Regions from separate parts of the Mus musculus genome. Here regions 2, 3, 4, 5, 6 and 7 are each linked to region 1. A link is a contact called in public ChIA-PET, Hi-C and HiChIP or PLAC-seq data. All regions are on one chromosome and are shown on one strand. The core of a region is the stretch at or near the end of the contact, and the rest is flanking DNA. Distances in the headings are between cores, read along the strand shown.

Region 1 (2,840 bases), core at 139-2,638:
GTAAAAATCCCAAGGAGAGGACCAGGAATCATACCCCACTGTAATCGCATGAGGGTCTTTATTTAAGCTCGAGCTTGGGCCACCAACCTTCCTGACAGAACAGGAAAGAGTGAACCCCCAGGCCTAAGTAAAGGGGGTTTATAAAGAAAAAAACCCGCAAGCGGGTTTTTGTGTTGGCAATATAGGAGAGGGTAAAGGAATGCTGTCCTTTAAACCTGATAACATTTGTTCAGACAGCAGGGCAGAACCGTGTAGCTGAAAAGGTACCTTTCTGACCTGGGAAGAGTAACTTGTGCTATCAGAACCGCTTCTGATATGTTTACAACCGGCCACAGCTGTCTGGGAACGTTTGTCTCTTTTTCATAGTCTAAGAGTGGGCTATTATCATTTCAAGGGTATTGGCTTCGGTTTCCTTCAACAGCAAGGAGCCATCTGCACTGTGAGAAATGTTGGTTGTTAATCAAAAGGGGTCGAGTTTAAGTGACGTGGAGGCTAGGGTATGCTGCTTTTCTTTTGTTCTCAAGGCTGGCATTTGCCTTTCCCCACCCCCCGCGGGGGTGGGGGTATCGTCAGGGAGAGGGAGGGAGTAATAACTGCTCTAGCTGCGCAGGGTCAGGAGAGTGTAGGATTTGATGTGCAGGTTTCTCTTGTCTGAGCACTGGCTGCTCTTCCAAAAGATCCAGCAAGTTTGACAATTAGGAGAGTATATACCTACCTGTCTTAAGTTGTTTTCTGAACTAAGCTTTAGATAACAACCTCGTTAGCATCTTTTTCTCCCGCTACAAAATACAAAACAATTTCATTTCCTGGGTAGCTCAGTTAGGTATAACTCCAAGAACGAAACTGAATCCCAGACTCGACCTCATTCCGGCATTCATTCCAGGACTGAGGATTCCTTCTCCAACCTTGATTTCTGTGGCCCGGATCATACGATGAACGCTTGCGGGAGACCTTTGCAAAGATCTCTTCCAGAAACTCCTGTCTCCAGACACTGGAGGTCAGGCTAAATTTAGATTCAGTGGCAGCGAAAATGAGAGTGACCGGCTTCTGCAAAAAGCATTTTTCAGATGTCTACAAGTGTTCTTCGGAGAGAGCGCCTTGGCTCGGGGACAGACAGGGGAAAACGACGCCCAGCACCCTCAAGTCAGTCCCCGGAGCGCCCCTCAATCCGCCATCTGGCTGGCTGGGAGCCGTCGATGCGCCGAACCTAGGCTGAGGAGGAAAAGCCTACGTAGTAATGATGCTCTAGACACGCCAGTGGCCCACAGGAGAAACTGATTGTCACCTACAGACTCGGGAAAGGGGCGGGGCGGAGGTGTACTCCAAAGCGCCTGCGCAGAGCGTTGGTTTCCTGGGTGTCGTTTGTAGAACTGCGGGAAGAACCGCCCAGTGCCCGGTGTGCGCAGGCGCACACCGTCTTGTAAGCTCTCGGTCTTGTAGGATCTCGGTCTTGTAGGAGGGCCGGTCCCCGAGCGGGTCTCGGGGCGGGGCCCGGGGCGCGGCTAAATGCGGAGAGAAAGTTCGCCTGTCACTCACAGCTCGCTGCTGTTCCACTGCCACCAAGTTCTCTGAACTGCGAAGGTCATGCTGCCCAACACTGGGTAAGAGGACGGGGGTGGGATGGGGTCAGGGGCCAGTCGGCAGGTCGCCGGCGCAACCCAGAGCCGCGCGCTCTGGAACACCGGTTCGCGGAAAGATAGAGTCGCTGGGACCTGCGCATGCACGAGAACCCAAAGTTCTGTACTACTGAGACTCAAAAGTTGTACACTGCAAGGGGCAGTGGTGTCAGATACTCCACGGGGAAAGGTCGCGAGCGTAGGTGTCCCCGACGACCCGTTGTAGCCCCATCTCGCCTTTAGCTTGGCCTGGTGACAATGTTGCTTTCATCTTCTAGGCGAAAGGTCGCTTGAGACAGTGACTTCAGATTTTCTGTTTGTATGCTTGATTGTAGAATAATAGAAGAATGGTGTTTTGAAAATGGTTTTCAAGTTAGTAGCGAGTTAAAATGTTACAATACGAACATTTCTGGTAAGGGGTTTATTTATTTATTTTACTTAAAAATGAAGTATATTTATCCCAGCCTAGCCAGGTGCGGTGGCGCCTGCTTTTAATGCCAGCACTCAGAAGCAGGGTCAGAAGATCTATTGATTCGAGGCTGTTCTGGTCTACATAGTGAGTGTGCTAGGCTCACTCTGTCAGCAAACGCTACAGAGTTAGAACCTTGTCTACACCCCCTCCCCCAAGCCCACTTATATAGAGACACAATTGTGCAGCCAGTCACCAGGACTTTACAAAATCAAAACAAATACCCATTAAACAATGTTCTTCCCGATTCTTCTTGCCCTTGGTTCCTGCTGAACTCAGGTAGGTCCACTATGTTCTATAAAGTTTATCTTAAGCAGAGTGACAAGTTAAGCCCATTCTGTAATTAGTTTGACACATATAGACAGCTAAAAGACTTAAATAGTTCAAAAGGGTATAAGTCTCTTTAAAACTCCAGTTTCTTTCTGTTTGTATTTTTTGTACTTATCAACATATTTTGTATACCTTACAGGGATACCTTCTTTTTAGAAAATAGTAGCAAACTCCATTTTGGGCTTGCTGTTTTTACCTGACATGTCTTGGCACATACTTAGGTTTCCAGTACACACAGCTTGTCTTTGTCCTCTTGTTTTGTTTGTTGTTGTTGTTTTGAGACAAGGTTTGTCTGTGCCCTAGCTATCCTGGAACTCTCTCTGTAGACCAGGCTGGTCTTGAACTCAGGGAGTTCCTCCTGCCTCTGCCTCCCCAGAGTTGAGATTAAAGGCATGAGCCTGTCCTTGTCCTCTTTAATGGTTGCA
Region 2 (2,700 bases), core at 76-2,575, 510 kb before region 1:
TTACTTATCTGTGTGTGTGTGTGTGTGTGTGTGTTGGGGGTAACGTCCCGTGAGTGCAGGTGCTGTGGAGGTCAGAGGCAACAATCCCATGGAGCAGCAGCTCAGCCTGGGTGCTGGGAACTGAGCTGGGGCCCACTGCAAGAGCATATCTACTCTTAAGCACTGAGCCATCTCTCCAGCCCCAGAATTAACTTTAAAAGCAAGTCTCATCTTCTCAATGGCTCCCTATCCCTGTGCAGTAAATGCTAAACTATTTTGTGTAACAATAGCTAGTTCTTACTTTTTAAGGCAGAGTTCCAAACATGCACTAAGGGTCTAAAATGTATATGGCAAAATGTCAAATCTCACATTAAAAACCAGTGCATAATAATGATTATACATTTAAATCTGTATAAGGGCATCAGAACTCAGCAATTCAGACCTGGAACAAACAGCATAATCAGAATATATGTAGCTCCATTCTGTGCTGAATGCGGCTCAGTGATAGACTGCTTATTTGATAGTAAAATATTAAGAGGTCTTGAATTTGATCCCTAGTGCTGAAATATGTATCATATACACTATTTATGTATATATTCCATTAATAGCTATGACAAAATGTATATTGATCAGTGTAATAGGAGAGAAGGCTACATTATTTTTCAAGAAGTGATACCTTTTTCAGAACATTAAGTTATTTCAGATGAAATATTCAACAAGAAGAAAACAAGAAATAAAAATTTCTCCACCAACCTAATGCAGTATCCAAGTTGCATGTTAAAAGGACGTCTCTAATTGTTATCAGGAGATGTAAGAGAGCAGCATGCCTGAATGTCATCTTTCTGTCATCATTTTTATCTATATAAACAAAAAGATAGTTAATAAATACATTAGAGTTTTAGAATATGTATCAGATCTGATTAACAGTGACAGCTAATGTCTGTTAGCAAGTGCTTACGATTGCTAGGCTGTGTATAAGCAGGTTAGCTCATGGACTCTATAATCCTCTCAGGATGACTGTAATCCTCATTTACAGATGAGGGGTCAGGCTCAGTGAGGATAAGTGATGCTCAAGATAGCCCTAAACGCTGCCAAGGAACTGCAGGGTGCATCCCCTAGTGGTAAAGACATTATGTTTATTCTTTTTGGGAAAAAAAAAGAAGCCACTCTAACTAAGAAGAAAATTAACTTCGTAACTTGTCTGTTAGAGACTTGTGAATGAAGGAATACTTTGAAATGCAGATAAACATCTGAAAGTGTTAGCTCAAAGATAAACTCGAAAGGCAGGAGCCAATTGCCTCCTGGACGTGTGCTACACACTTCCTGGAGATGAATGCTTGGATTCCTCTGCATGTGAAAGCATGAGGTGAGGCGTGGGGGGCATGCATGTGCCACCCATATGTGTAAGGTCAGGAGACAACCTGCAAGATTCTGTCCCCTTCCTCCATGTGGGTTCTAGGAATCAACTCAGGTCATCAGCCTTGGTAGCAAGTGCCTTTATCTGCAAAGCCATCTTGCTGGTACTATTTTACTTTATTTTATTTTATTTTATTTTATTTTATTTTATTTTATTTTATTTTTCTTGCTGTTGTTTTGTTGCAGTGTCTCACTATGTGGCTCTGGATGGCCTCAAATTCCTGAGTTATATGATTCAAAGCATGAACCATCATGTCCAGCAAAGATTTATTTATCTTTTATTTAAGTGTGTGAATGTGTCTGTATAAGTTCATGTATACCATGTGCAGGAAGAGGCCAAAAGAAGGTTAAAGATCACCTAGAAACTAAAGTTACAGGCACTATGAACCATCATGCGATAACTAAATCTAGGTCCTTGGTAAGAAAAGCAAACACTCTTTAAAAAACTGAGCTATCTCTCCAGCCCACCTATATTATCTTTTAAAGAATATGTAAATTTGTTACTATATGTGTAATTTAATGAATTTAGAAAATTAACTTTACTAATAAACTAGGTCCAGATAACATATAATAAGCACAGTGCACTGTGTCTCTTGCACTGGTTCAACAATAAGCACAAGGCAGAGTACATGGACCACTACCTAGAACTTAAAGTGAAGGGTAGCAGCAGGCAGACTGGCCAAGGGGGTAAGATTTCAAAATGTCATTCGACAAATGGTAAGTACCCTATTCTTTTCTATTAGTATGTCCTGGCCTATGCTGTAGGTGACTACAAACCCCAAAGGGCATGCCACAACAAGGACAGAAATAACTCTAAGAGAAGGCCTCAATCCATGGTCTGAGCAGTAGGGAAAGGGCTCATATGGGTAAGAAAGCGTAGAAAGCCACTGTCTGGTTTTAAAACCTTTTTTCTGTTCTTTCCTTCCCCAGAACCACAATGTTAGAGGTCAGCAATGGCAGCAGTAATTCCTGGATAGGACTCTCTGTTAAGGTGCCTGAAACCCCTCTGCTTATGCAGAAAACGTTTTAACAAGCCTAGCAACTTCTGATAATTCCTGCACCTTTGACTTAGGTTTGTTTCAGTAGATTATTCTCACTATGGGTTGCAGTTCCTGTATCTTTTTTTTTTGTTTGTTTGTTTTGGTTTTTCGAGACAGGGTTTCTCTGTATAGCTCTGGCTGTCCTGGAACTCACTTTGTAGACCAGGCTGGCCTCGAACTCAGAAATCCGCCTGCCTCTGCCTCCCTGAGTGCTGGGATTAAAGGCGTGCGCCACCACACCCGGCTTGCAGTTCCTGTATCTTTT
Region 3 (2,700 bases), core at 177-2,676, 330 kb before region 1:
GCTCTAGGGGAGCGGACGGATAAAGGACTCCCTGCCTCGAAGCCTACACAGCCTGAGATAAGAATGAGCCCAGGTTGGCCCCAGCCAGCTATGTAGGAAGGGCAGGCACTGCCCCGGACTCTGGCTTCAGTCATGTGATTTGTCAGACTGGCTTCTGCTTAGCTTGCCCAACAACTCCTCTGCTTTCATGTCATAAAAGCACAGCGCTTGTTAACTCTAAGTTCTTCTGGGCTCCATAGGTAGGTTTTTATTAGAGACTAAAACTTGAAGGAAGAAAATGATTCTGCGAAGTAGAGGCTGGGACTTCCATTCTCTGAGTCTTGGTCCCTTGCTCTAAAAGGTGGGGAGATCTAGATTTTTTTCTTCCCTCATGAGAGCACCTCATAACTCTTCCATCAGAGCAGCCAAGGTATGTTGTTCCCTGTGTCTGCCCAGCAGGACCATGAGCTCAGCACCAGACCATGCCATGTCCTAGGTCCTCTGTTCAGGGGCGTGTACACAAGTGCTCAAAAATACATCAATTAGGGAGATTGATGGCTCAGTGGTTAGGAGCATTGGTTGTTCTTCCAGAAGGCCCGGGTTCAGTTCCCAGCATCCACATGGCATCTCACAACTGTCTATAACTTCAGTGCTTGGGGATCCAACACCCTCACACAGACATACATGAAGCCAAAACACCAAAGCACATAAAATTAGGAAAAATAAATTATGGCCAGGCAGTGGTGGCGCACGCCTTTAATCCCAGCACTCAGGAGGCAGAGGCAGGCGGATTTCTGAGTTCCAGGCCAGCCTGGTCTACAGAGTGAGTTCCAGGACAGTCAGGGCTACACAGAGAAACCTTGTCTCGAAAAACAAAAACAAAAACAAAACAAAAAAGAATATAAATAAATAAATAAATAATATTAAAAATGCATCTATCAAATGAGAGTAGGAAAAAAAGAAAAGAGGAAGGAAGGAAGGAGAGGAGAAGAGGGAGGGAAGGAGGAAAGATATCCCAGAAGGCTCTGGGGGCTTACATACTTGCATAATGGCTGTTAGGTGTCCTGTTTCTCAAAACTAGGAGAGAAGAATTGAGTGCACTAAAGCCTCAGTGATCGTGGCTTTTAAAAGACTTCTAAAGGCTCCAGGTTGGAGGTGGAAAGTTCCACCCCGAGTAAAATACCAACATCCACGTTGAGAAAACTCCATCCCTCACATGGTCTCATGCCCTATCTCATTCTCATTTTAGAGATTTGGACTTGCTTAAATACTCCTCCCAGGTCTCTGCAGGGTCGACTCTCTCTCTCACTATTTATGTTTCTGTTCTAACCTTGCTTTTTCCAGAAAAGCATTCTCTGTTTTGGTTTTGCTAACTTTAGGTCTGCTTCCTTCCTCCTCGTGATCATCATAGAATAGCCATGTAGAACGAAAGCAAAACTCACGTGACTCTGTCATCGCTTCTCCCCCAAACCCTGAGTGTGACTCAGCCTGTGAATTGTCCCAGTGTCCAATCAGGCTTCAAGAGGAGGCAGTAGTTTTGGAGTCTAACTTTTCTCATTGGCATAAAAGATGCTAAATGGTGGCTTCCCTAAAGTCTCAAAGTCTCGTGTGTGTGTGTGTGTGTGTGTAAGAATGTTTTAATACCATAAGTTTCACTTATCTTAGTTCTCAATTGAGTGGTTTTACACAATTGTACATACAACACCACAACCTACTTTAAAAGTATCTCCATCTGAGACTGTATGAGCCAGAGGCCCAGCAAGCTTACTACTACTAGATATCGTCTTCCTGAGATGACAAAAAGCTGCATTGATAAAATCTCAACAATATGGCTACCTACACAAGACGTGCATAACCACAATGCCCATTGGTTGACATGCCAATGTAGATGGGAGTGGGGAGGCTTGGACTTTTACAAGGCCCTTCCCCTAGATGAAGAGCTACAGTTATCAGTGGCTGCTGAGATGGTAGAATCTGTTTTTCTCCAGGGATGAGACTCTGATATGTTGTCCAGTGGTCAACCCCAATCACAGTGCCTATGAACAACACTAATTAGACTCAGGAGGTTATATATGTGACAGTAATTGTTGTAGAAGATTATGGGCTGGAGAGATGGCTCAGCGGTTAAGAGCACTGGCTGTTCTTTCCAGAAGTCCTGAGTTCAATTCCCAGTGACTACATGGTGGCTTACAACCATCTGTAATGGGATCTGATGCCTTCTGTCATGCAGGCATACATGCATATAGAGCACTCATATGTATAAATAAATAAATAAATAAATAAATAAATAAATAAATAAATAAATCTATTTTTAAAAGATTGGTTATGCTTTTGAGAGGGGGCTCATGGCCATGGAGGAGTTGCATGGAGGAGGGGTAAGAGTGGAAGTGATGTAATCACAGCAGTCATATACTCTAGAACAATGTTTAAGTTAGAGAAAACATTTTTATATTCCCAATAAGATCGTTCACACTCATTTATAGTTAGTTCCTATTTCTCCTTTCAACTCTAGACAATCACAAATCTACTTTCTGTCTCTGTACATTGACTTGTTCTGGGTATATTTTACCAGTGGAACCATTAAACATGTGAGGATTTTGGGTCCAGATTCTTTTGTCTATAATGTTGTTGAGGTTCATCCAGGCAGAACCATGTACAGTATTTTGTTTCTTTCTATCACTGAATAATATTCCAGATATATGGTTTTTAAATGGGACAAGA
Region 4 (2,868 bases), core at 325-2,824, 480 kb before region 1:
AGCACTCAGAAAGCCAGCATCTCCATCATGAAAGCCTCCTTGAGTGTGGAGAATGGACAAGTCTCTCAGATTCAGGAGGGAACAGTATGTAGTTTTCAGGCAGTGATGTCTCTCATGGCCTGAGTGATATGCATGTGCCTCATCAATATCTGACAGAAGACAAGCAGCTGGAAGCATCCCTTGCCTGTGCCAAATACATGTGTCAAAGAACTTTTGAAATAAACCAGCCTCTTAGGTGACCATCAAGTCATTTCAGTTCCTGTCAATCTCAGGGCTTATTTGAGAAAATTAAGGGTGGTTTATTGGTGCCATCCACCCATTCTGCAAAACCAACGAAGTCATGTTAAGAGTGAAACGACAAATTGTATCTTATATCTCGGGTATACTAAGTTTCTAGGCTAATATCCACTTATCAGTGAGTACATATCATTTGAGTTCTTTTGTGATTGTGTTACCTCACTCAGGATGATGCCCTCCAGGTCCAACCATTTGCCTAGGAATTTCATAAATTCATTCCTTTTAATAGCTGAGTAGTACTCCATTGCGTAAATGTACCACATTTTTTGTATCCATTCCTCTGTTGAGGGCATCTGGGTTCTTTCCAGCTTCTGGCTATTATAAATAAGGCTGCTCTGAACATAGTGGAGCATGTGTCCTTCTTACCAGTTGGAACGTCTTCTGGATATATACCCAGAAGAGGTATTGCGGGATCCTCCGGGAGTACTATGTCCAATTTTTTGAGGAACGGCCAGAATGATTTCCAGAGTGGTTGTACAAGCCTGCAATCCCACCAACAATGGAGGAGTGTTCCTCTTTCTCCACATCCTCGCCAGCATCTGCTGTCACCTGAATTTTTGATCTTAGCCATTCTGACTGGTGTGAGATGGAATCTCAGGGTTGTTTTGATTTGCATTTCTCTGATGATTAAGGATGCTGAGCATTTTTTCAGGTGCTTCTCAGCCATTCGGTATTCCTCAGGTGAGAATTCTTTGTTTAGCTCTGAGCCCCATTTTTTAATGGGGTTATTTGATTTTCTGGAGTCCACCTTCTTGAGTTCTTTATATATATTGGATATTAGTCCCCTATCTGATTTAGGATAGGTAAAGATCCTTTCCCAATCTGTTGGTGGCCTTTTTGTCTTATTGACGGTGTCTTTTGCCTTACAGAAGCTTTGCAGTTTCATGAGGTCCCATTTGTCAATTCTTGATCTTACAGCACAAGCCATTGCTGTTCTATTCAGGAATTTTCCCCCTGGGGCCAAAAAGTGGGAATGGGTGGGTAGGGGAGTGGGGGGGGGAGGGTATGGGGGACTTTTGGGGTAGCATTGGAAATATAATTGAGGAAAATACGTAATAAAAATATTTAAATATTAAAAAAGAGTGAAACGGCATTGGTTTATATTCCATTTCCTTGTTACTCACAAGCTCTGAGCTTGTCACCCCAAATAAAGCCACATTTAGATATATGTGCTGCAAGGGGACATTTTATGTCACTTGGCATCCCTATACCCTTTCAGTCCCTTCAATTAAACCACCATTTTTGATGCAGCCACTAGAGGTCAGCAAATCTCCACAACCAATGCTGTTAGACAAAGGCTGTTTTCATGGGAATGGTGGCTTCCTTACACAAGTACAGTGGTAGTGTATCACATGGAGTTCTTACTCTACAGCAAGCATGTGTGCTCACAGTGTATTACTCTATTGTAGACAAATGATAAGCAGGAAATGCAAGGTGGCTAGTTATGAAAGAAGCAGAAAAAAGAGGCTTGGTAACAGGAAACTTTACTAGAGTCACTCCTGCCCACCTAAGAAACCCAAGTTAAGCAGACAAAAACAGGGTGAGTTCCTTAACATGTGTGTATACAACAGTAATCATTTCTTAGTGGAAACCGGTGAGTATCTTAAACAACAACAACAACCCATATTAAATATTAAATAAAAGGCAAGACATTCCTCGTCCCCTAGCCAGGAAAACTAACCAGAACATTTTTCAAGGATCTAACACTGATTTCCGAACAGTTGTTATTTAGAACTTTTGGGGAAAATGACTACAAACTAAATCTCGACAAATACACGAAGAAGTCAGGGGAAAAACCAAGAGACAGATGGCATATGTCACAGGTATATAAGAGCTGATTAGGTGACATTAACACAATAGACAAAACCGTAGACAACCCAGAATTCAACTGGAGTGGGTCAGAACTTAGCATTTAATAGAAGCATCATCTCTAATAGTGGGAAGGACTCTTAGCTAAATGATACTGGAACAAATACCAAAGTGCTTAAACATTAAAAAATGTCCCTAGTCCTAAACATAAAAAAACCTGAAATACAATTACATAATATATTTAAAAATTAGTAGGGTGCCATGGCACACACTTAAAAATCCCAATACCCAGGAGTCAGGTAGATTTCTGTGAGTTTAAAGTCAGCCTGCTCTACAAAGTGAGTTCTAGATCAGTAATGGCTACATAGAGAGACCCTGTCTCAAAACAAACAAATCCTTAAACAATGGAAAAGTTATATAATAAAAGAACATTTTGTAATTAAAAACAAAAGAAACCATAAAAAAAAAAAAGAACATTTTTCTAAGCACAAATTCAGTGCTAGAATCAATAAAGGAAAACATCAGCAGAACTAATCAGAATAAAGTTAAATGCATTTGGAATTATTGGTGTGTTTACATATTTTTAGATGCCAGTAGAAAATAAAATCACTTTACAAAAGAAAATATATAAATAGCCAATACACACTAATAGCTTTTAAGGATGTAAAACATACATTTTCCTCATCACACTGGTTTATGTGTACCCAGTGACAACAAGGCTGGCACGAATAAGTTATTTTTACACTATGCCAGCAGTGCTAA
Region 5 (2,850 bases), core at 11-2,510, 290 kb after region 1:
AGGACAGGGCTGGAGGCAATGGGGCCCGCAGGAATCCGCTGTCCCCAGACTTCTCTTTTGCCACCCTAAGTCCTGTCTGGTCTTTTGAGTCTGCTTCTTTACTTTTCTGCCCTCCAGTCACTTAAGAACGTGCCTGAAAAAGAAGCAGCCATTTTAAAGCAGTCGGAACAAGACCTTAAAATAGAATCCTACTTGGCCAAATTGGCAGCTAGTGGTAATTTTTTTTAAACATATGCTTTTTATTTCAGAAGAGTTTTCGGGTTATTGTAAAAATAGGAGAACAGGGTTTCCCATACTCAGTACCCAGTTGCATTCATGGCTAACATTCTGCACAGATGTGAAATGCTTGTCCCAGTTAATGGGCTAGCTGGCGTCATCATTTGATAAGCTTTGTTTACTCGGTACTTTATTCCGAGGTGAGTATTTTGCCTGATGTGTTTCATTCCAGGCTCCCTACCAGGACATCGGTCATACATAACCCCTTTGGCAGTTTTTGCTTGTAACAGTTTCTCAAGTTTTCCTGGTCTTTGACAACCTTTGACAGTTTTGGGGTTTGCTAGCAAGGTTCAGTGGACATTTGTCTCAAGGTTTTCTTGGTTAGACCATGAAGATGGAGTAAGGTGTTTAGGAGTAGAAAGCCACCGCAGTAAACTGTTAATCCAGGTCACATGACTTAGGGGTTTCTGTTCTCTCTTTGCTCTTTGCAGGGAAACTGTTGCCCAAGCCCTGCTCCCCTCTTGGCTGTTCTGTTTCTTTTCTTTCTGGTTTGGCACTTGAGACTCAAAAGCTCGAGAGTGACACCTGCTGGTAAAATGTAGTGCCACCAGTCTGTAGCTCCCACGAGGCAGTGTATGTGTCTCTGGAGGATCCAGATAGTCTTCTGTAGTCTCCAGTGGCTGGGCAGTGTGGTGGGCAGGGAAGTGCTTTAGAAGCAGGCAGAGACTTAAGTTTCTTCACAAGACCTTGACCCTTAGCTGAAGTAGAGAGATTTAATTCAGGGAAGTATTTCTGTTTAAATAGAGAAGTCAAATGAGGAATGAACACATCATCCTACAGAAACTGTTAGAAGTCACCTCTCAGTATCTAAGCAGCAGCTGCGTCCTCACTAGACCCGGTAGCTAATCTTGGTAGGAACGTAGATAGGGTGAAGAATTTTAAGATAGACAAGGGACCTCTGCCTGAGAACTGAGTGTCGCCTGTAAACAGAGGCGGCTGTCTCATCAGCGCAGAGGTTAAGAGCACTTGCTCTTCTTGCAGAGGACCCAGGTTCTCAACATGTGCATGGTGGCTCACAGCTGAGTATAACTCCAGTTCCAGGGATCCGGCATCCTCTGGTATCCACAGTCACTGGGCACACATAGGAAACATAGACATACATGTAGGTAGAACCCCCATACACATAAAAATATATTTTTTAAAGAAATCTGAACTAAACCTTAACAAAAATGGAGAACTAGGTAAGTGTGCGGCATAATTATTGTTTAGGTTTTGTTGTCTCCTTTAACAGAGAATTTATTTTTAAATTCTTTATTAGACTTATTTTATGCGTGTTTTGCCTGCATATATGCATGTGTACCATATGTGTGCTTGGTGTCCAAGGAGCTCACAAGAATAGATCTCTAGGAACTGCAGTTACAGATGGTTGTGAATCAGCACACGGATGCTGGAATCAAACCCATGTCCTCTGAAGGCACAAGTGCTCTTCATCACTGAGTTCTGTTTTGTTTTGTTTTGTTTTGTTTTATTTTGATACAAGGTTTCTCTGTGTAGTCCTGGCCATCCTGAACTTTCTCTGGCCTCTAACTCAGAGATTTACCTGCCTCTGCCTCCTGAGTGCTGGGATTAAAGGCATGCGCCATCACCACCTGTCTAAGACCTTATTTTTACTTTTATGTACATATGTGTGTGCCCATGGAGGTCAGAAAGGGGAGCCATATTCCTTGGGGACAGAATTCTACATAGGTGACTGTGAGCTGCCCCATGTGGGTGCTGGAAACTCAGTCTGGGCCCTCAGCAAGAGCTGAATGCACTCTTAGCCACCGAGCCTTCTCTCTGGCCCCATGATCCCTCCTTTTTAAAAAGTCCCACGGAAGCCACATCTGCACAGCCCAGTCATTTGAAATGTACGTTTCAAAGCTTTAGTGTATTCAGATTTGTAGAACAACCAACAAATCAGTGTCAGGACCTTTTAGCACCCCAGAGGGAAACCTCAAAGTCCTCGCTGTCACTGTCCTCTCTGGAGCCTGGTGGCCTCACCTCTGTCTCTCAGGTGTCGTCTTCTTTCTTACATTCAGCATGTTCCAAGGGTCACTCACAGTGGAGCACTGGCTAGGACTTCCTTCTTACCGTAAGGTGATAGTCTGTGTGTGAGCATACCACATTTTGTCTGCCCACCCTCAAATGGAATTTTGTTTGTTTTCTCCTTTGGCTCTTAGGCATAATACTGTTACAGACATTTGTGTATAAGTCTTCCTGTGGCCAAGTATTATTTATATGGATGCAGACCTAGGAGTATAATTACTAAATTATATGTTATTCTGCATGTAATCATTCGAGGTACTGCCAGCCTTTTGACATCCCCTCACATGGTGTGTGAGTTCTGGTTTCTCTACATCTTCACAAACAATGATTATTATCTGTCTTTAATTATAGCTGTCCTAGTGGGTGTGAGGTGATATCATAATGTGATTTTTTTTTTAAATTTGCATTTGCCTGACAACTGAGAACATCCTTTGATGTTCTTGGTGGATATTTGCATGTCTTCTTAGAGAAATGTCTGTTCCATTTAATTTCTTAGAGATTTATTTTAGTTATGTATATGTTTGTGGGTATGTGAGTGCCAGTGTCCTT
Region 6 (2,700 bases), core at 173-2,672, 410 kb before region 1:
CCTGGTCTACAGAGTGAGTTCCAGGACAGCCAGAGCTATACAGAGAAACCCTGTCTCGAAAAACCAATAAATAAATAAATAAATAAATAAATAAATAAATAAATAAATAAAATGGGTTACTTTCTTTCTAACCAACCAACCTTCCTTCCTTCCTTTCTTTCTTTCTTTCTTTCTTTCTTTCTTTCTTCCTTCCTTCCTTCCTTCCTCCCTCCCTCCCTCCCTTTCTTCCTTCCTTCCTTCCTCCCTTTCTTTCTTTTACTCCATATTCCATTCCCTGCCCCCATCTATCCTCCAACTGCTCCACATCCCATACCTCCTTCCCACCCCACTGTCTCCACGTGGATACCCCCACACTCCCACCAAACCTGACCTCTAAACTCCCTGGGGCCTCCAATCTCTTGAGGGTTAGGTGCATCATCTCTGAATGAACACAGACTCTGCAGTCCTCTACTGTATATGTGTTGGGGGCCTCATATCAGCTGGTGTATGCTGTCTGTTTGGTGGTCCAGTGTTTGAGAGATCTCGGGGGTCCAGATTAATTGAGCCTGTTGGTCCTCCTACAGGATCTCCCTTCTTCACAGCTTCTTTCAGCCTTCCCTAATTCAACCACTGGGGTCAGCTGTTTCTGTCCATTGGTTGGGTGCAAATATTTTTATCTGACTCTTTCATCTGCTTGTTGGGTGTTTCGGAGGACAGTCATGATAGATCCCGTTTTGTGAGCACTCTGTAGCCTCAGTAATAGTGTCAGGCCTTGGGACCTCCCCTTGAGCTGGCTCTCAGTTTGGGCCTGTTGCTGGACCTTCTTTTCCTCAGGCTCCTTTCCATTTCAACCCCTTGTAATTCTTTCAGACAGAAACAATTATGGGTCAGAGATGTGCCTGTGGAATGGCAACCCCATCCCTCACATGATGAAAAAAAGATTAGATAATGTTTTTTTTATCTTAGTTAGGATTTTACTGCTGTGAACAGACACCATGACCAATGCAAGTCTTATAAAGGACATTTAATTGGGGCTGGTTCAGAGGTTCAGTCCATTATAATCAAGGAGTACACATGGCAGCATCCAGGCAGGCATGGTGCAGGAGGAGCTAAGAGTTCTACATCTACATCTGAAGGCTGCTAGCAGAATACTGACTTCCTGGAAGCTAGGGTAAGCTTCTTAAGCACATGCCCACAGTGACACACCTACTCCAACAAGGTCACACCCCAGGGCCAAGCATATACAAACCATCATGCCCCACTCCCTGGTCCCCATAGGCTTGTCCAAACACATGAGTCTATGGGGGCCATACCTAAACATACCATAATGCAAAATACATTTAGTCAATTTCCAAAGTCCCGATAGTCTACTGCAGTCTCAACAATATTAAAAGCCCAAAGTTCAAGATCTCTTCTGAGATTCATCTAAGCACTTAACTGTCATCCCCAAAGCAAGACAGGAAACCAGCTAGACAAAGTTCAAACTCTGCATCTGATCTCAAAGTAGTCCTCAGATCTCCAACTCCTTTTCGTCTTTGTTGACTGCAACAAACTTCTTTCTGCTGGGCTGGTTCCACTCCCTTATAGCAGCTTTTCTCAGCAGATGGCCCATGGTTCTGGCATCTCCAACATCTTGGGGTCTCCAAGGTACCTTCAATGTTATAGCTTCTTGTTTCAATGACCGGGATCCACACATGATCTTCTGGGCTCCTTCAAAGGGTTGTCATCACTTCCCTACCTTTGTCTTCTATAGTACTCTAAGCTCAGGTTGATCCACTCCACTGCTGCTGCTGTTCTTGGTGATCATCCCATGGTACTGGCATCTACAATGCACTGGAGTCTTCTGCTGCAGCTAGGCTTAACAGTAGCCTCTCATAGGCTCTCTTCATGGTGCCAAGCCTCTGTTCCTTTGCATGACCCCTCCAGTCCTGGGCCATCAACAACAACTGAGGCTTCCATGGCCTCTCACAGTGCCGAGCCTCAGCTGCTCTTCATAATCCCTTCATGTCTTCAAAGCCAGTACCACCTGGGTGACTCTCACACATTACCAAGTCCTGCTGCAGCATGAGGTACAACCTTGGCTATCTCTAGAACACAAGCTAGCTGCTTTGTGCTCTCAGAAAACACTTCCCAGAAGATTTTACCTCCATGATGCTGGTCTTTTCTTAATCACCCCTAATTTCTGAGCTCCAGCTAACTAGCATCAATTTTCCCAGTAGTCTCCTTTTCCTCTTGACTATAAAGTCAGAGCCAAATGACCAAAGCTGCTGAGTTCTGCTGAGGCTGGAACTTGGGCCCCTTGTTCTATTACATTATCACCAGCTTTCTGTTTTCCAACTCCTTCACTGCCTAAGCTTGGCTATCCTGGAACTTGTTCCATAAACTGAATTTGAGCTCAGAGATCTGCACTAAACACTGGGATTAAAGGTGTGGTCCACCAAGCCTATATTTAAATTTTTCTTTAAGGAGAATTTACTCTGTTCTCTGCTGGCCTTGAACTCAGAGATCTGCTTGTCTTTACATCCTGGGATTAAAGGCTTGTTCTACCATGCCTGGAACTAAATTTAGCTGGGTGGGATCTTGCCCCAAGGTCACTACAACTCCTTAATTCAACTTAATATCTTTAAACACAAGAGCCAGCTCCATTTCACTTCCTGGTGCTCCTTTAATACTCGAACCATATATTTTATATTTTTCCTTTCTCAGCTTGCTAAACTTATT
Region 7 (2,700 bases), core at 69-2,568, 290 kb before region 1:
GAGACATCTTGGGCATGGGAGGGACCAAGCTAAACGCTACTCCAAGTTCCTAAGTAAGTGTGTGCTCTTGCTAGCTTTCCTCTCAGCTAGAACGTATTACAGAACCAAAGGAACCAGGCCAACGTGGAGCTCATTAGCCAGCCATCAGCAGCAAATAACAGCCACCCCAGACGCAGAGGGTAACACGGTTAGTGACTTAATCCACGGCTTTAATGAAAGGCTTTACAGACTTTCCAGGAAGGAAAACACCCTCCAACAGACACCACTGGGACAGTCTGCTGCCAGGAGAAAAACTCAGTCCTACTTGACACACATAGTGCACATAGTCACATCACAAATAAGGTTTCTGTTTTCCTGGTTTTTGAGACAAGGTCTCCCTACGTAGACCGACTGACCGGGAACTCACTACAGAGACGAGGCTGGCCTCAGACTCACAGAGCACTCTCACAAACCCGCCTGCCTCTACCTACCCACTGCTTTGATTGGAGGCCTTTGTCAGTCCATCCTGGCATACAAATAAAATTAAGGAGAATAATTCCATGCCTTTCTGACCAAAGGCAGCGAAGATCCAGACAGGAATCCCAGCGTCATCTGGGAGAACTGGTTATAATTTGTTGCAGTCCCCACATGCAGTACTAAAAGTGCAAACAAGACTGGGCCCAAAGCACTTAGTGACGTGCAGTGCCAGCATCCAGGAACTCTGGCTCCTGGACCTGTGCCAGCTCTGGGGGTTTGCTGTGGCTCACAAGCTAAGGCGATTTTTTTTTTTTTAGATTTTATTTATTTATTATATGTAAGTACACCGTAGCTGTCTTCAGATCTCATTATGGGTGGTTGTGAGCCACCATGTGGTTGCTGGGATTTGGACTCAGGACCTCTGGAAGAGCAGTCAGTGCTCTTACCCGCTGAGCCATCTCACCAGCCCCACTAAGGTGATTTTTATATTACTAAATGGTTGGGAAAGCAGATTAGAAGAATCCTATCCAATGGCCTGTGACGATCACGTGAAGCATTTCAGAGTCTACAAAGGAGTGATGGAGACTTTACCTGTTCACATAGGTCTTACCTGTGGCTGCTTCAGGGTAACATACAAAGGTAAAGACTTACAGCATAGACCTCCATGGTCTTTGAAGTCTGAAATATGTACAGCCTGCTTCTTTCCAGAAAACCTTTAGCTACTCAGAGAACCCATGAGATTAAGTTAGTCCAGGCTGTTGCTGGAGGGAAATTAACCTGAAGAGAGCTCAGGCTCTCCCACTGTTGGAAACCAAGCACTACCTCCTTCTGAAGCTGACACAGTCTCGTTCAAGGGTGCCCACCACAGCCTCCTGGGTAAGTTCAAGTTGCCTTTGAAGATCCTGGCCACTGTAACTTCGATCTGTCCTAGAATAAGGTTGGGGATTCCCATGAAACTGAAGTGCAAGGTGGGGACCACAGAGAAGGAAGTGAGGGGGGCTAGAAGGAAGTGGGGGGCTTGAGAGAGCAGATAAGGGGCTTTCTCAGGACCATGTTTTGCATATATAAAGATAGCCCAAGGCCTTAAAGGAAACAGACTGAGGAAACTGTATTTCTGCTCTGTGGTAATAGATGGGTTACTTCTTAGGACATATCTGACTGTCTGACTAAAGGCCAACACATAGAGAAACTGTGAGCAGAAAGTTCTAGGGAAAGAGACCCTCCCCCCAACTGATCTGTCATTTTGTTGAGCTGTGTGGGAAGGATCTCAAAAGTTCATTGGTTCTTCTCATGAATGGCGAAGTAGAAGAAGGAAGTGGAGGAAGATGGGAGGAAGAGGAGGAAGACAGAAGGAAGAGGAGGAAGACAGGAGGAAGAAGAGGAGACAGAAGGAAGAGGAGGAAGACAGGAGGAAGAGGAGGAAGACAGAAGGAAGAGGAGGAAGACAGGAGGAAGAGGAAGAAGACAGAAGGAAGAAGAGGAAGACAGAAGGAAGAGGAGGAAGACAGAAGGAAGAGGAGGAAGACAGGAGGAAGTCAGGAGGAAGACAGGAGGAAGAGGAGGAAGACAGGAGGAAGAGGAGGAAGACAGAAGGAAGAGGAGGAAGACAGGAGGAAGAGGAAGAAGACAGAAGGAAGAAGAGGAAGACAGAAGGAAGAGGAGGAAGACAGGAGGAAGAGGAGGAAGACAGGAGGAAGAGGAAGAAGACAGAAGGAAGAGGAGGAAGACAGAAGGAGAGGAGGAAGACAGAAGGAAGAGGAGGAAGACAGGAGGAAGACAGGAGGAAGAGGAGGAAGACAGAAGGAAGAGGAGGAAGACAGGAGGAAGACAGGAGGAAGAGGAGCAAGACAGGAGGAAGAGGAGGAAGACAGAAGGAAGAGGAGGAAGACAGGAGGAAGACAGGAGGAAGAGGAGGAAGACAGGAGGAAGAGGAGGAAGACAGGAGGAAGAGGAGGAAGACAGGAGGAAGAGGAAGAAGACAGAAGGAAGAAGAGGAAGGCAGAAGGAGGAGGAGGAAGACAGGAGGAAGAGGAGGAAGACAGGAGGAAGAGGAGGAAGACAGGAGGAAGAGGAGGAAGACAGAAGGAAGAGGAGGAGGAGGGGAAAGAGACAATCGAAACAGCAGATAGCAAGAATATTGATTATTTGATCCTGATGCTATCCAGTAGACATCCTCATTCTTTCTTCAGATGAAGCAGGGGTTACAGCTGTGCATGGCCATGCCTGGATTTTAGGTGGGTGCCA

What was found. A called contact is a pair of places that touch in the nucleus more often than the background predicts. ChIA-PET counts read pairs in DNA pulled down with a chosen protein or histone mark. HiChIP or PLAC-seq counts read pairs in DNA pulled down with a chosen protein or histone mark.
Region 2: an H3K4me3 HiChIP or PLAC-seq map of the SCID.adh cell line shows a contact between it and region 1, with 8 read pairs. The contact joins the enhancer-like site here to the promoter of Hsdl2 in region 1. A contact is called at or near these places in 14 of 39 promoter capture datasets (the 3T3-L1 cell line, the C10 cell line, the HPC-7 cell line and 9 more), 3 of 484 Hi-C or Micro-C datasets (bone marrow-derived macrophages, cortical neurons and embryonic stem cells), 20 of 115 datasets of contacts at active chromatin or transcription factors (the 230-238 cell line, the SCID.adh cell line, T-cell acute lymphoblastic leukemia and 14 more) and 3 of 9 other capture datasets (adipose tissue, liver and macrophages).
Region 3: a contact with region 1 is called in an RNA polymerase II ChIA-PET map of memory CD8 T cells, with 97 read pairs. The contact joins the enhancer-like site here to the promoter of Hsdl2 in region 1. A contact is called at or near these places in 6 of 39 promoter capture datasets (HPC-7-derived erythroid cells, fetal liver, hippocampal neurons and 3 more), 9 of 484 Hi-C or Micro-C datasets (B cells, the Ba/F3 cell line, the G1E-ER4 cell line and 5 more), 16 of 115 datasets of contacts at active chromatin or transcription factors (the 230-238 cell line, acute myeloid leukemia, bone marrow-derived macrophages and 10 more) and 3 of 9 other capture datasets (adipose tissue, liver and macrophages).
Region 4: a Hi-C map of the G1E-ER4 cell line shows a contact between it and region 1, with 4 times the contacts expected there. The contact joins the enhancer-like site here to the promoter of Hsdl2 in region 1. A contact is called at or near these places in 21 of 39 promoter capture datasets (the 3T3-L1 cell line, 3T3-L1-derived adipocytes, the C10 cell line and 14 more), 1 of 15 datasets of contacts at CTCF or cohesin (the NIH/3T3 cell line), 72 of 484 Hi-C or Micro-C datasets (the AtT-20 cell line, B cells, the C2C12 cell line and 51 more), 33 of 115 datasets of contacts at active chromatin or transcription factors (the 230-238 cell line, PVALB interneurons, the SCID.adh cell line and 25 more) and 4 of 9 other capture datasets (adipose tissue, liver, macrophages and 1 more).
Region 5: a contact with region 1 is called in an H3K4me3 HiChIP or PLAC-seq map of bone marrow-derived macrophages, with 4 times the contacts expected there. The contact joins the enhancer-like site here to the promoter of Hsdl2 in region 1. A contact is called at or near these places in 10 of 39 promoter capture datasets (the 3T3-L1 cell line, 3T3-L1-derived adipocytes, the C10 cell line and 5 more), 2 of 15 datasets of contacts at CTCF or cohesin (both in the NIH/3T3 cell line), 8 of 484 Hi-C or Micro-C datasets (B cells, the G1E-ER4 cell line, the N1E-115 cell line and 5 more), 14 of 115 datasets of contacts at active chromatin or transcription factors (the 230-238 cell line, the SCID.adh cell line, acute myeloid leukemia and 11 more) and 2 of 9 other capture datasets (adipose tissue and macrophages).
Region 6: a contact with region 1 is called in an H3K27ac HiChIP or PLAC-seq map of double positive thymocytes, with 6 read pairs. The contact joins the enhancer-like site here to the promoter of Hsdl2 in region 1. A contact is called at or near these places in 11 of 39 promoter capture datasets (the C10 cell line, the HPC-7 cell line, HPC-7-derived erythroid cells and 8 more), 1 of 15 datasets of contacts at CTCF or cohesin (the NIH/3T3 cell line), 11 of 115 datasets of contacts at active chromatin or transcription factors (the 230-238 cell line, bone marrow-derived macrophages, double positive thymocytes and 6 more) and 1 of 9 other capture datasets (macrophages).
Region 7: a BATF HiChIP or PLAC-seq map of CD8 T cells shows a contact between it and region 1, with 7 read pairs. The contact joins the enhancer-like site here to the promoter of Hsdl2 in region 1. A contact is called at or near these places in 3 of 39 promoter capture datasets (the HPC-7 cell line, HPC-7-derived erythroid cells and trophoblast stem cells), 1 of 15 datasets of contacts at CTCF or cohesin (the NIH/3T3 cell line), 8 of 115 datasets of contacts at active chromatin or transcription factors (the 230-238 cell line, CD8 T cells, bone marrow-derived macrophages and 4 more) and 2 of 9 other capture datasets (liver and macrophages).

Annotation. Positions count from the first base shown.
Region 1 is chr4:59,580,175-59,583,014 of GRCm38.p6, forward strand. It overlaps Hsdl2 (hydroxysteroid dehydrogenase like 2), which reads left to right and starts at 1,389. Exons shown (of 11, transcript NM_024255.3): 1 at 1,389-1,601. The coding sequence starts at 1,585.
Region 2 is chr4:59,068,481-59,071,180 of GRCm38.p6, forward strand. Shoc1 (shortage in chiasmata 1) reads right to left here. Exons shown (of 28, transcript NM_001370843.1): 16 at 733-837. Among named protein-coding and RNA genes, the nearest start is that of Gng10, 35 kb to the left of the region's middle. Within about 2 kb of position 1,326, at least 1 of the 459 cell types and tissues checked has an H3K27ac peak or open chromatin away from gene starts, as enhancers often do. A contact at or near this core is called in the SCID.adh cell line, where this site is marked.
Region 3 is chr4:59,253,200-59,255,899 of GRCm38.p6, forward strand. No RefSeq gene overlaps it. Among named protein-coding and RNA genes, the nearest start is that of Gm12596, 5.5 kb to the right of the region's middle. Within about 2 kb of position 1,427, at least 110 of the 459 cell types and tissues checked have an H3K27ac peak or open chromatin away from gene starts, as enhancers often do. A contact at or near this core is called in the 230-238 cell line, B cells, Th2 cells and 13 more, where this site is marked.
Region 4 is chr4:59,095,002-59,097,869 of GRCm38.p6, forward strand. All of the region lies in intron 5 of Shoc1 (shortage in chiasmata 1), which reads right to left. Among named protein-coding and RNA genes, the nearest start is that of Gm35527, 22 kb to the right of the region's middle. Within about 2 kb of position 1,575, at least 8 of the 459 cell types and tissues checked have an H3K27ac peak or open chromatin away from gene starts, as enhancers often do. A contact at or near this core is called in CD8 T cells, the G1E-ER4 cell line, the HPC-7 cell line and 2 more, where this site is marked.
Region 5 is chr4:59,870,296-59,873,145 of GRCm38.p6, forward strand. The region is part of intron 3 of Snx30 (sorting nexin family member 30); the gene reads left to right. Among named protein-coding and RNA genes, the nearest start is that of Slc46a2, 43 kb to the right of the region's middle. Within about 2 kb of position 1,261, at least 62 of the 459 cell types and tissues checked have an H3K27ac peak or open chromatin away from gene starts, as enhancers often do. A contact at or near this core is called in 3T3-L1-derived adipocytes, the SCID.adh cell line, adipose tissue and 5 more, where this site is marked.
Region 6 is chr4:59,166,194-59,168,893 of GRCm38.p6, forward strand. No RefSeq gene overlaps it. Among named protein-coding and RNA genes, the nearest start is that of Ugcg, 22 kb to the right of the region's middle. Within about 2 kb of position 1,423, at least 20 of the 459 cell types and tissues checked have an H3K27ac peak or open chromatin away from gene starts, as enhancers often do. A contact at or near this core is called in double positive thymocytes and memory CD8 T cells, where this site is marked.
Region 7 is chr4:59,285,838-59,288,537 of GRCm38.p6, forward strand. No RefSeq gene overlaps it. Among named protein-coding and RNA genes, the nearest start is that of Gm35578, 5.5 kb to the left of the region's middle. Within about 2 kb of position 1,319, at least 27 of the 459 cell types and tissues checked have an H3K27ac peak or open chromatin away from gene starts, as enhancers often do. A contact at or near this core is called in CD8 T cells and memory CD8 T cells, where this site is marked.